2 separate regions of the Ovis aries genome follow, and region 1 is linked to region 2. A link is a contact called in public Hi-C data. All regions are on one chromosome and are shown on one strand. The core of a region is the stretch at or near the end of the contact, and the rest is flanking DNA. Distances in the headings are between cores, read along the strand shown.

The links. Hi-C and Micro-C count contacts between places; a contact is called where the count stands out from the background.
Region 1: a contact with region 2 is called in a Hi-C map of tail adipose tissue, with 3 times the contacts expected there. The contact joins the promoter of ILK here to the enhancer-like site in region 2. A contact is called at or near these places in 7 of 16 Hi-C or Micro-C datasets (blood, hypothalamus, liver and 2 more).

The regions. Positions count from the first base shown.
Region 1 is chr15:46,200,938-46,207,506 of ARS-UI_Ramb_v3.0, reverse strand. ILK (integrin linked kinase) reads left to right here and starts at 1,989. Exons shown (of 13, transcript NM_001267878.1): 1 at 1,989-2,042; 2 at 2,505-2,615; 3 at 6,405-6,569. The coding sequence starts at 2,527. RRP8 (ribosomal RNA processing 8) reads right to left here and starts at 1,838. Exons shown (of 7, transcript XM_004016207.6): 1 at 1,629-1,838; 2 at 106-475. The coding sequence starts at 1,727. It overlaps LOC121816692 (a long non-coding RNA gene), which reads right to left. Exons shown (of 2, transcript XR_006056358.1): 2 at 4,424-6,569.
Region 2 is chr15:46,127,202-46,134,214 of ARS-UI_Ramb_v3.0, reverse strand. It overlaps a transcript of MRPL17 not described here. Among named protein-coding and RNA genes, the nearest start is that of DCHS1, 18 kb to the left of the region's middle. Within about 2 kb of position 3,859, at least 53 of the 54 cell types and tissues checked have an H3K27ac peak or open chromatin away from gene starts, as enhancers often do. A contact at or near this core is called in hypothalamus, liver and tail adipose tissue, where this site is marked.

The sequences.
Region 1 (6,569 bases), core at 740-3,239, 75 kb before region 2:
CTTCTTATTCCCTAACTCCACACCTACTGGTGGCAGAGGAACTCTGTTATAGGTAGGGTCAGCTGAATCCCACACCCCCAGCCCTCATCATCCCACAAATACTACCTGTTTGGTCAACACTGTCCAGGGGCTGGGCAAGATTTGAAGGGATCTGTTTCTGGCATTTCCTCTTTTTTTTCTCTTCTTCTGCCAGGTCACTGCCAAGAAGAACCCCTTTGTGGCACTTCTTCCTTTCCACTTCCTCTTCCTTGGAGTCACTGCTAGGTGGGCCCTGTTTGTGACGTTTCTTCTTCCTTTTCTCCTCTACTTCACTAGACGCACCAGCAAACAAGCCCTTTTTCGTGCGTTTCTTCTTTGTTCCCACTACCTCCTCCTCCTCCTCAGAGTCACTGCCAGGCAGGCTAGGGGGCTGCTGGGGAACAGATGCTACCTCCAGGGCCCGTAATGTGGCCAAGAGCTGGCGGCGGTTGGCGCCCTGGGGGAAAACAAGGGATGAATGCAGGGGTGAGGAGAATGGATGGGGCCTAGGGAGTAAGAAGAGAGATGGGGACCTCACTCAGATGCTGTAACGAGGCATCTGGATTATTCTCAATCAACTTACCTAGCCTAACACGAAGACTGTCAGGGCCTGAAGAACTTTCAAAACTGCCATCCCAACCTTTGGGAGGCTGGAGAGCAGAGAAACCACCCACCTCACTTTCTTCATTGGATAGATGAGGTGATGGGGTTCCCAGAGAAACACTGTAAGGCCACGAGCTACAGGACCGAGGCTAGTGACCGGGAGTTCCAACTCTCAATCTCAGGTTTCTACCTCTAGCTAATACCTTTTTATAAAAAGTAGGAAGATTTTTGAAAATAAGAGTGACATGATCACACATGTGTGTATTAAAGATGCCTCCAGTTGCAGTGTAAAGAACCGAAAGAAAAAAAAAAAAAACACTGAAAGAGACAAGCTGCAGACAGAGGCCAGTGGCGGGGATTACAGCAGTGGGTCGAGGGGTTGAAGAGGAGAGAATAAAGCAGGCAGATTTCATGTCACAGGCTGACTGAAGGACAGAAAGAGCCTGAGCAAGTGCAGCAGCCCTCACATCGGCAGAGGCTTAAAGGAGGACTACTGTCTGGGAGGCCGTTCTGGACTAAGTCCCACTGGACGGATCCCTCATCCTGGAGACTCTCAGTACTCCCTCAGCTCCAGCTCCCTTTGAACAGCGGCACTGACAGCCCTCGTTGCCATTCAGTTTTGCTCTTTTCAATCTCCACACGGCAACCAGTGACATTTTCAAAACGCAAATCTGAAGAAATCATCCCCCTGCTAAAACACTCCATTGGCTTCTATCTTTAACGTGCAAATATTCTAACGTAGCCCTCCAATTTCTACCACACTGCCTCTCATTCTGTGTCATGCTCCCTTGACCCGGGTCTCTCCACATGCCTTTCCTTCCAAGAAACCCTCTTTGCTTCACTAACTTCTACTCACCAATTCTCTCTCAGTTCCAACGTCACTTTCTTTTGGAAGTTCCGGATCTGGGGAGGCTGCAAGCGGCCCCCCTCCCCCTAATTACACACGCGGCGCGCCCCAGCTCCGGAATCCAGCAGTCTGTTCTGAGTACTCCTGCAGGGCCACTCACCTTGATTTGAGAGGTTGCCGTGGGCCGAAGCCCTAAGGCTACAGACCCGAGGTCCGCGACTACAGGGGCCTCCTCGGCCCACTCCGGCTCCTCGAACATGGGGCTGGGGAGCGCAAGGTTGCGGGATCCACCCGCTTCTCCACGTGCAGACCACGTCTCTAAGAATCAGACCGCTCAGAGACGCCGGAACAGGGCAGGAAACCAAAGAGTGAGAGCTGAAGTGGCTAGAGCAGCCGGCGCAGTGCCGAAAACCATCGAGTTTAGACACTGGTGGGCTAGAAGGGCAAGGAAGGCGGGAGGGAGGGGCCGGGAGAAGGAGGCCCGCGCTGGCCTGAGAGGGCCAGGGGCGGGGCCGGGCGGCGGGCGCGGCCGGACGGGAGTTCCCCGGAGAAGGCTCCTCTAGCCCGAGTCCCGGTGAGTGTGGGGGCACCCGTGCCCCCTCCCCAAGGCTCGAGCTTTACCAGGCGGTCACCCCTCCCTCCACCTACTCGGTTCCGAGTCGGGAACGAGGGCCATCCTCGGCAAGGACCTCCGATCGCCTCCTCCAGGGTATACGGCGCCTAAACTCCCCACCCCCACCCCCCAGCTCTGTTCGCGGGTAGGGTCTCTGTGCTTGCTCTCGTGACATCCCTTCGGAAGACACTACCTCTTCATCAACGCCTACTTCGCCCGATCCGCCTTTCCCTCGCGCTCAAGGGACACAGTCCAGGACCATTCCGCTGCCTCCCTAACTCCTTACAGACATCCAGTAGCTGGGGACGCAGAGCCCAGACCCCCAGCCCAACACCACACTTCTCTCCTGTAGGGGACAAAGCCTGGGGCTCACCCCCCCCCCCCCCAAGATCCTTCTACAGTTCCCACACTTTCCCAGTCTAGGGGACTCTGCCGGGACGCTGCTATGGACGACATTTTCACTCAGTGCCGGGAGGGCAACGCGGTTGCGGTCCGCCTGTGGCTGGACAACACGGAGAACGACCTCAACCAGGGGTGAGCTGGGGTGGCTGGGGGGCGAGAGGAAGGGCAAAGACATGCTCCTCTCCGCTCTGTGGGGTGCTCACTTCTGGTGCGGGCGGCTTACTTTCCTATTCAGTGTGATGAGGATTAAACAGCCTGTCAGCGGGGCAGAGGGTCTCCACACCGGAAGCTGTTGTTTGAGCTGAATCTTGACTGAATAAGAATTTACAGGCAGAATCTGCAGAGTATTCTAACTTCAGTGAACCTCATGGGCAAAAGCTAGGGGGCAAGACACGGAGCAGAGAGTGCCAGAAACTGTCCGGAGCTCCATATGGCTAGAGGAGAGAAAACCGCTGGGCTTCTGTGGGCTAAAGCTCTAAGCACAAGTGCAGAATGACAGAAGTTAAGACTGGAAAGGTCTGCAAGGGTCAGTCAGATCATGCAAGAGTATTTAGGCTATAATAATTTTTTATTGCAAGGGCAAGGGTTTAGAGCCATGTAATGGTACGATGAGATTGTCCATTTGTTAAGTGTCATCTTGGATGCTTTATGAAGAGCAAGTGGTGATGTGAAGAGAGGCAACTAACTGCCTAGTCCATCTCAAGTGGTGATGGCTTAGACTAGAATTGGGACAGGCAAAAAAGAAAAAAGTGATCAAATTCCTGAGATCTTTTGGATAAAGAATTGGTGAGACTTGGTGTGGAAAGTGAGGTCAAAGATGATGATCAGGGTTCTGGCTTGGGTAGATAGTGGTTCCTTTTATTGAGAAGGACAAGGCTGAAGGGTGGTGAGTTCCACTCTGCACACATTTAAGTGACAATAAAGTGGATGTGGAGTGGGCTGCTGGATTTCAGGAGAGATCTGACTTGGAGACAAAGATTTGGGCGATATTAGCATGACTGGAGAAGGCAATGGCACCCCACTCCAGTACTCTCGCTTGGAAAATCCCATGGACGGAGGAGCCTGGTAGGCTGCAGTGCATGGGGTCGCTAAGAGTCGGACACGACTGAGCGACTTCACTTTCACTTTTCATTTTCATGCATTGGAGAAGGAAATGGCAACCCACTCCAGTGTTCTTGCCTGGAGAATCCCAGGGACGGGGGAGCCTGGTGAGCTGGTGTCTATGGGGTCGCACAGAGTCGGACATGACTGAAGCGACTTAGCAGCAGCAGCAGCAGCAGCATGAAGATGGGCTTCCCAGATGGCTCAGCAGTAAAGAATCTACTTGCCAGGGCAGGAGCTGGCAGGAGATGCGGGTTCAACCCCTGGGTCTGGAAGATCCTCTGGAGTAGGAAATGGCAACCCACTCCAGTATTCTTGCCTGAGAAATCCCATGGACAGAGGAGCCTGGAAGGCTGGTCCATGGGGTTGCAAAGTCAGACATGACTAAGCATGTACACGCATGCACACACAGACACACACAGCACGTAGATGGCACCTGAAGAGGTGGATATGAAACCGGATGAGAAACCTAGAAGACCAAACAGGAAAATATGCTGCTGCTGCTAAGTCGCTTCAGTCGTGTCCGACTCTGTGCGACCCCACAGACACCAGCTCACTAGGCTCCCCCGTCCCTGGGATTCTCCAGGCAAGAACACTGGAGTGGGTTGCCATTTCCTTCTCCAACGCATGAAAGTGAAAAGTGAAAGTGAAGTCGCTCAGTCGTGTCCGACTCTTAGCGACCCTATGGACTGCAGCCCACCAGGCTCCTCCATCCATGGGACTTTCCAGGCAAAAGTACTGGAGTAGGCTTAAAGAAGTGAATGTTTCAATGAAAGGAGTGGTCAGTGGTACTCTAGATTGCTAAGAGGTCAAAGAACTTGAGCACTAAAGTGTAACCATTGAATTTACAATTATTTATGTATTTAATGATCTCTGTGAGAGCCGTTTCAGAGGAAAACAAGTGAAAAAAACCAGACTATACTTGGTTCCTTCATTTAAGGAACTATACTGAACACGCACTGGGTGCTAGAAGTCCAGAATCAGGCATAATGCTTGTCCTCAAGGCAGTGGTCTCCTGGGCAGGTTGAATGTGAAGTAGAGAAAGTGAATGTAGACAAGTTCTTTAAGGTTGGCTGAGACAGGAAGGCAAGAAAAGCAGTAGTGATGCTGATTCAGGATCGTAGAATTTTTTTAAAGTGAGGAGAAAATAGATTTTAGGTTTGAGAGTTAAGGATCACCTGTCACTTTCATCCAGGCTTTATGGGTCCCCATTAGACTCTACGCTATTTCTCTATAATTCACACTCGTTCCATTTTTCATATAATTCTTCAAACGGTGCTCTGATAAAGACAGAGAACACAGCTACTATTTTGTTGGTGGCATCATAAAGGTTAGGTAACTTTTTCCAATGAAGCTGGCATCAAAGAGTGGTATTAGTGAAAGTGGTGCAGGTATGAGTGGAAGGGCTTCGGGGCCCCAACTGGGTATATGGTGGATATTAAGTAAGGGTCAATTTCCTGCTGGTCGCTTTGGGATTAAAGTTCAGGCTCTGAGGTGACCGGAGCATGGCAGTGGGCAGAACCCTTGTGCCCATACTTTTGCTGTCAGGCTCTGGCCTTCTCTGGGGCCACAGACCGCCAGAGGCTGATAAACTGGGGCACAAATTAAAGAACTGGGATGCAAAACTGACTGATAAGTAAGGGGTGGTGATTGCTTTAGGAAGAGGGAGGGAATACCTCCCAGAAAAGCTTTTGGCTATCTTTGTGAACAGATGAGGGCAGCTGTAGAGGGAAATCAGTAAGTTAAAGGTCACACCCACCACCCATTTTGGCTTTGAGGACATCTGGATTGCCTGGGGTGACCATACCCCTGATCAGCTCCAGGCCCCGCCTAGAGCCCCCACACGGGAAGTGACCGCAGCACTAAGGCATCCGGAGGCTGACGGCCCAGACCACGGACCGCCCCCTTAGCTCCGCCCCTTGGATCTGCAGCCCAGGACTGGAGGGAATTTCCTTTTATGGCCCCAGGCTGTCAGGCAGGCCTAGTTTCCACCCAATTGTGGTTTTGTTGTTGTTGTTTTTTATACATTTAACTTTATAAAATAGAGAAGTTCTTGGGAAAAGAAAAAAGTTAGGTACAGCTTTCTAATTAAGTCATTCTCATTTTCTTGTTTTCTGTACCTAGGATTGCTTAAGAATCCTGTCTTATGTGGCGGTATCTGCCTCATGAATGACTTACCCAAAGCATTTCTCCTTTTCATTATAAACCCCTCCAAACCATCATTTTAATTCCATTCCCTTTTTAGATTCTAATTTCAGTATCAGAACCAAAACCAATCAGTAAACTTGCTTCCTCTTCCATAAACTGTGGCTTTTCTTCTCAAAGCTTCCCTTCCTTCCTATTAACATGCACTGAACAGCTGCTGTCAATTCTCAAAAAGCTTAGTCTAATAGACAAGACAGCCCATTTAACAGATTTTTACAATCCAGTGTGACAAGTACCTATGTAGTAAGGCAGTGTACAAGATATGGTGAAAACAGAAAAGAACCAACAGATGTTGCCAAAGGGGTGCAGAGGAAACCAGATGAAGAATGTTACCATTTAATGATAGAAGGTGCCTGGGAAGAAAGGCTAGAGGGAGATGAAAACAGTGAATCATATGGAATTGTTGGGATTTCAGGTAGTGGTTGGTTGGGTTTGAAACTCGGGAAGGTCTGGACTGGACAGCTTTGGGAGTTGCTGGCATGAATGAGAATCAAAGTTCTAGAGGTAAGGCTTCCCAGGGAAGAGTATGCAGAGAGAATATTAAAGTTTTTCCTGTGTCAAAGCCTTTGCCCCCATCCCACTTCCAAATCAATGACCCTTGCGCCTTCCTCATAGGGATGATCATGGCTTCTCCCCCTTGCACTGGGCCTGCCGAGAAGGCCGATCTGCTGTGGTTGAGATGCTGATCATGCGGGGGGCACGAATCAATGTGATGAACCGTGGGGATGATACCCCTCTGCACCTGGCAGCCAGTCATGGGCACCGTGATATTGTACAGAA
Region 2 (7,013 bases), core at 2,610-5,109:
TAGGTAAAAGGCAGGGAGTTCTCTGGGTGGTAGATGAACAAAATGTATTAAGGAAAGCCATGCACAGGGAAGGTGCTAAGTGTGTCTGACTCTTTGTGATCCTATGGACTGTAGCCTGCCAGGCTCCTCTGTCCATGGGGATTCTCCAGGCAAGAATACTGGAGTGGGTTGCCATGCCCTCCTCCAGGGAATCTTCCCCACCCAGTGTCTCTTCTGTCTCATTGGCAGGCAGGTTCTTTATTTACCACTAGTGCCACCTGGGAAGCTCACATATAGGGAAATGGTCAAAATAAGGCCTTCCATGACTCTGGAACATAAAATTAGAGACAAGAGAAGTTGGAGCAATGAGCAGATGCCTACTCACTGAGGAGAGTCAGAGTAAGGAAGCTGGACTCCTTCTCTATTGGAAAAGAAGAGCAGAGAATTAAGACAGCAGATCCCTATCACTATGGCTGCAGCGTGCAGGGAAGAACATTAGGGGACTATTGGAGTAATCCAGGATAGAGAGGTCTTGGATTTCAGACTAGGGAGGTGTGTGTACAGATTTGAGAAACACTATGGAAATAAATTTCACATGATGTGCTAATTTTACTGCAGATAATGAGTGTAATATAGTAGCCTGACTTTTGTAAGTTTCCTTTGGATTCTGGGCTTACACTGCCATTGATCTATTTAGATTAAATTTGTTACATTTTGAGGAGAATGGGCATAACTTGTGAAGCTAGAGCCTGAACAGAGAAACTTTGCAAGTAGGAGGGAATTTTTACTATATATGGGCCTCGCTTGGGAGTTTGGAATTTATTAAATAGGTGCCAGCATGGATTTGGGGGCATATTCCACCTATTTAGGTGAAGTCTTGCCATTTATAGGCCTGATTAGCGAAACTGCTATACTGTTATTTCTCTGGTGTTATCCCAGTGTTTATATTCAGTCCAGTCCAACTCTGTGACCCCATGGACTGCAGCCCATGAGACTCTCTGTCTATGGAATTTTCTAGGCAAGAATACTGGAGTGAGTTGCCATTTCCTACTTCAGAGGATTTTCCCAACCCAGGTATTGAACTCGTCTCTTGCATTGGCAGGGGAGTTCTTTACCACTGCACCAATCCCTGAGCCTTTAGTAAACGCTTTAGGGTTCACATACTCTATCTGTATAGGCAAAAACATTAAAGGGGATGCAGTGTCTCTTGAGACCACTGTGGCACTGGACATGGCCCATCAGGCTGTGAGCTCCTTGATGGCACAGGTTGTTTCTTCTCAATTCTACATCCTAATGTGTAGCCCAGGGCCCAATATATGGCCGACACTTGTTAACTAGGATATCCCTAGCGCCTAAAATGATGCTGGGTACTAGCAGATGCTGAATAAAACACTTGGGGAACTACTGAAAGCCCCAAAGGAAGGTATATTTCTCGGGCCTAAGAGGAAAAGATGTAAGAGTCCAGTCATAATCCACCTGATACCAACACTTAGAGATGTGGTTTTAATTTTAAAGAAAGTGCTTTTTCTAGGAGTCAAGGCTGACTCTAAGATATCTGGCCGAGGGGAAAGAGTTAGTGCCAAAAACGCAGAACGGGAGCAAATTTTTTTTGAGGAGCATTCAGAGTTAAATGTTAGTCAATAAATATTCTAAGTGTCTACTATATGTCACTTAAAATATAATGTCAGAAAAAGGTTTTTTGTAACAGTGCAGAAGACCAACTGGAGTAGAATAAAAGAGATATCTCTGTCAGGGGGCAGATCAGTTTCTCACTTAGGCAGCTGACCTGAAATGAGACCAGAGCAGCTGGCACTAAGGCCAGTATCTGTCTGCTAGACTGGGGAGCCCTCCACCCGCACCCTTATTATCTCAAACAGTGTATGGGTTTGGTGGGCCAAATACCCTCTGAAGGTCTGCCCTAAGATAAAAATCTTTTTTTCACTGTACTAGAAATCTGGGATCTGCTAGGCCCTGCTATCCCGTATTCGTGCAGGGATGATAGCTCCAAGACTTCCCATGACTATCTCCCAAATGAAGCCTGTGAGTGTGAGGGATGGGCAGCCTGGCTGGGCCCAGTCTGGCTTCGCAGTTCCTAGTGCACATAAAGGAACTTCCTACTTCTCACATCCTGACCATTCTGAAGACGGATTTCCTTCTTCCGAGTTCCCAGAGAGGGCCAGATTTGACAACAATGAAAACTTCCAGGAAATTCCCACGTATTTAACTTTCTAATCTTTCTTCCACTTCTACCCTCTTCTTCACCCCTCCATTCCCACCCTCAAAGGAAGGAGCTTATCCTGCAGTCAACATCCCCTGCTAAATGCTTCCACTCTCCTGGCCAGGTTGATGGTCCTCTCCTCTGAAGTCCGTTCAGGGTTTGAAGGGAGCACTTGAAGGTAACATGTGATCCTGTCCAGAAACAGAGGATTGGAACCTTGAAGGTTCCTAGGGTGCCAGAGTATTACAGAAAGTTCACTTCTAGATGTTCACCCTCCAGCCCTTCAGGAAGTAATCTTTTAAGAAATCCCAGGGGCTCAGTCTCTGTGCTAGATAACAAAACTCAATCACCTATGGGGGCCAGTTTGGAATTACAGAACACATGCCCCATATAATCAGGCATGAAGAAAAACAAAACCGTGTTAATTCAACACAACCCAGATTAAGAGCCAGAAACATGCCATGAATTTACTGCCTCATACAGACCGATGTAGAGTTCTCATTCTCCAGAAATCAGAAGGGGGGAAAACAATCAGTTTACATACATACAACGATTTTTACCTATTGTGCAAAGAAAAGGGTATCTGGCTCTCAGAAAGTTCTGGGCTCCAGACTCCAATCAGACAGTCCATTTTACAACTCAAGCTCCAGTTCTTAGAGCTGAATAGAGCTCCCAAGGCCTGTGATCACGGGCACTGATGAGGGCCACATGCCCTTTGGCTTCAGTTAAACCTCTGGTGTTTGAGCTGGGTGGGAGCTGTGGGTGCTTGCTTCCTGGTCCTGCCGCAGCCCCTGAAGCAGCTGGTTTAGGAGTGTAAGGTTGCTGTCTCTGCGTGGCAGGGGCAGGGGTGGGAGACAGTTCCCTCTGTACTCAATCACTGCCATTTTGGCCCGATCCTGCTGATTCCGATTTGGGATCTGCAGCATTCTCGTGTAGCCCCCATTCTGACCTTGGTACCGAGGGGCCAGTACTTGAAACAGCTTTGGGATCAAGTCTTTCTCCTAGAGGGGGAGAGTTTTCCAGGAGAGAGCAGAGTCAGGCACCATCACCGAGACATTAACTTTCAGCATCCCCAAAGGTAGGGTTCAAACACACACACACCCACATCCCTTCCCTCACCCTCTGACGTGGCATTATAAACTGATCAATTATGGGCAGTTGTGTAGACTGAGATTCACGTTGAACTCAACGTAGGACATATATCTCTTACTTAGTTCACATTTGTCCGTAAGTGCGTGCCTTAATTTCGCCCAATTCCCTTTCCTCTAACAACTCCCTTCCACTTAGGAATCAAAGGATAAGATCTGGGAAGTGGACAGGATGCACTCACCGTGAGCCAGAAGTCCGCCATGCGCATGGCTCGTTCGTTGGTGTCTCCCAGCTTCCCGTAGTCAATGAGCTGTGAGGACACAACATCACTCACCAAAATCCGAGCAAGAAAGGAGGCGTCAATCTTAATGCTCTAATGCCAAATTGCAACCTATTCATTCCATACTCTAGCAAAGCATGTCGCTAATTCAGGCTACCTCTAAACACGCTGTTCTAATCAGGTCTCCATTTGAGGGGCCACAGGAGTAGGTTCAGCTCATGGTAATAAGGAGACTTCCGGCACTCTTTACCAGGGCGGTCCCAATTCTTCCCCAACTCCAGCCGGATCCCGCCCCCTCAGGCCAGACCTAGGAGAGGCACAAGAGGGTCACGCCCCTTACCTTCTCGGCGTAGCCCCTCAGCTCGTCCACGCGTGCCCATGACGCCTCGATGCGTTCGTGGCGCACCAGTCCCGTAAGCAAGTTCTGCAACAGGTGAATGCGGGACTCGGGACCAAGGCCTAGACGGCGGTATACGCGGCCGTGGGAGATCGCGGCGGCGAACGACAGCCGCATGTTCCCGGCTGCTCCCCACCTCTGTGAGGCCGGAACTGGAAACTCAAAGACGCGGCCGAGAGGCGGAGCTTAGAGGACCCACGCGCCTTACGTAGCTGCGTGGTGGACGTGTTTGCGCATGTGTATCAGAGCCTGCCTCGTTGGCAGCCTTGGGGAGGGCGGGGACGGGGCGTTGACCTCGTCCGGAGGAGGAGAGATGGGCGGAGTTTGGTCTTCCGAGCGCGGCTGGTTTGCCCGGGAACCAGGCGCCCCCTGGTGTGGGATGAACAGGCCGACGGTTTCTCTGGTGCTGCGACAGTCGTCATGGGACCCCGCGCTGGGAAGCTCAGCTTGGAGCTGGCTTGTAGCGTGAGGACCTGAAGAGGAAAGTGCTTGGCGGTGTGCCAGTCCTTCAGGCCGGCGGACCTGCTTTCTGAGGCGCGGGGCGTCTGACACGCTGAGCGTGTCATTTTGAAAAGCAAATTATTTTCAGTAGTAATGGCGAAATGAATGGAATAACAATGATAGGAAAGAAATAGAGATGGTGAAAATTTTCTTTCCTTGAAGTTGTTGACTGGGAAAAAAAAAGCACAACGTAAAAGTTGAGAGTTGTTTTACCTAGCAGACAAAACTGAGGACTTGATCCCACGACACAGTAGCTAAGATAACTCTGAGAGGCTATGGTGGCAGAGGGGGGTTGTAGAAGGGGTTTGGAGTGGGTGGGGGGCAGAAAATATAAGAGATTTTGCAGGGAAGACAGGGTAGTTGGAGCATCAAAAGATTATCTTAAAGAAAGCCAGATATCTCAAGGGATTTAGTGCTTTTTCATGTATGAGAAGATGGAAGAGTCTAGGCTCACTGAGATCATTGTTTTGATATGCATCCCAGCTATTTGGGGCTAGTATGAGTGAGTTGGTGATGGACAGGGAGGCCGGGCGTGCTGCAGTTCATGGGCGGCTGAACTGACTGACTGATCCTGTTTTCTCATCCCGAGTCTCCTCAGGTTGCTCCATTCAGTGAGTGGCTGCAGTGTCTGATGATTCACTGGGGAGGGTTATGTTTCTGTCCTGAGTTTTTTTGGGGTTTACTGTGGTGGAGAGGAGGGCCTACACTGGCTGATGGCTGCAACATCGTTTCTTTACTGATGTGGCAGGTGACATTTTTAATCCACAAAGCACATCTAAGTGTTAGGTAGGTAGAACAGGGGAAAGGAGTCCAAAATGGCGGTGGCTACAGACAAGGAAAGGAAAAGCCCAGGAAAATGAAATAAAAGGTCCCAGGACTGGAGTGAGGACCTCAGGTAAAACAAACAACACTCCTGGCTGGCCCAATTTACATAGGACAGGCCCAGGGAGAGATAAACATATAAATAGAGGAGCCAGAGCCAGCTGTCTCTCTCTCCTGCGCTCTGGGGCGCTCTTCTCATGTCTTTAGATTGACGTGCCCTCACACCTCGAAGATGGATTTTCCTGCTATCTTCTAAATAAAATAGAGCTGTAACACTGATTTGTTTAAGAGCTATAACACGGTTCATTTGAGACCTGAGAGCTATAACACGGTCTATCCAAGACCTGAGAGCTGTGACACGCCGAGGGGGCTTTAATATCTGTCACTCCAAATCTTTGTTGTGACAAGACAAAGAATCGAGGAACATACACTCGCGTGACATAACCATCCTAGTTGAAGAAAAAGTGCTGTGCTCAAAGAAAAAGTAATGATTTAATATTTTTAAATTCAGTTCATTTCAGTTGTTCAGTCGTGTTTGACTCTTGACAACCCCATGGACCACAGCACGCCAGGCTTGATCCTGGCACTCTATCACCAACTCCGGGAGTTTACCCAAACTCATGTTCATCGAGTCAGTGATGCCATCCAGCCATCTCGTCCTCTGTGGTCCCCTTCTTCTGCCCTCAATCTTTCCCAGCATCAGGGTCTTTTCAAATTAGCCAGCTCTTTGCATCATTTTGAAAAAAATTACATCACTGTGTTTTTTATCTTAAAAGGGAAAAACATACGTATGCATTTATGTGTTAAATAAATGAACAAAAGCATTATAGTTTCTGGTTTTGAGCCTTTGTGTCAGCTGATTTGCAATGACTTAGTCAAAATTGTTCTTTGTTATGTATTCAGATGTGTCCCCCCCCGCAAAAATTATATGCTAAGTCCCACCCGACCCCCACACCTCCTGTATCTCCTTCACCCAATACCTCAGGATGTGACTTTCTGTGGAAATAGAGTGCTTGCAGATGTAATTGGTTAAGATGAGGTCATACTGGACTAGTTCAGTTCAGTTCAGTCGCTCAGTTCAGTCGTGTCTCACTCTTTGCAACCCCATGGACTGCAGCTGGACTAGGATGGATGCCTAATCCAAAATGGCTGGTGTCCTTATAAAAAGAACACTTGTGAAGAGACAGAGACACACAAGGACAATGCTATGTCACCAGGAAGGCAGAGATCAGAGTTGTCTAATACAAGACAAGGATTCTGGCAAACATAAGAAACATAAGAGCAACGGAAACTGTCAAGTGTCCTGTTGGGAGGCTCTGAAGAGTTGTGGTCCTTTATGTCTCAGTGCAGAAAGAATTCAGCGAGAGGCAAAGTGCTAGATAAGAATTGATTTATTAGGATAGGACACTTGTGAGACGTACAAGCAGGCAGACGAGAGGTTGCTGCACTCGAAGAACTTACTGGGCTACAGTTTTATAATCCAAAAGTGTGGAGGAGGAGAAGAAGACTTGTCATTCTTGAGTAGAGGTCATGCTTCCATCATTTGGTCCTCCTCCAGGATGGGCCGGGGAGTTTTCTTGTCCCTACGTGGTCAAGCTAGGTTTAGTTTTGAAAAATTTCCTTAGTTGGAAGCAACAATTATGCAAATATGAAAAGTATTTTTTTAGGAACATTCTTAAAGATATGGATATGTTGGCAGAAAATTATACAAACCATAGTTCACAATA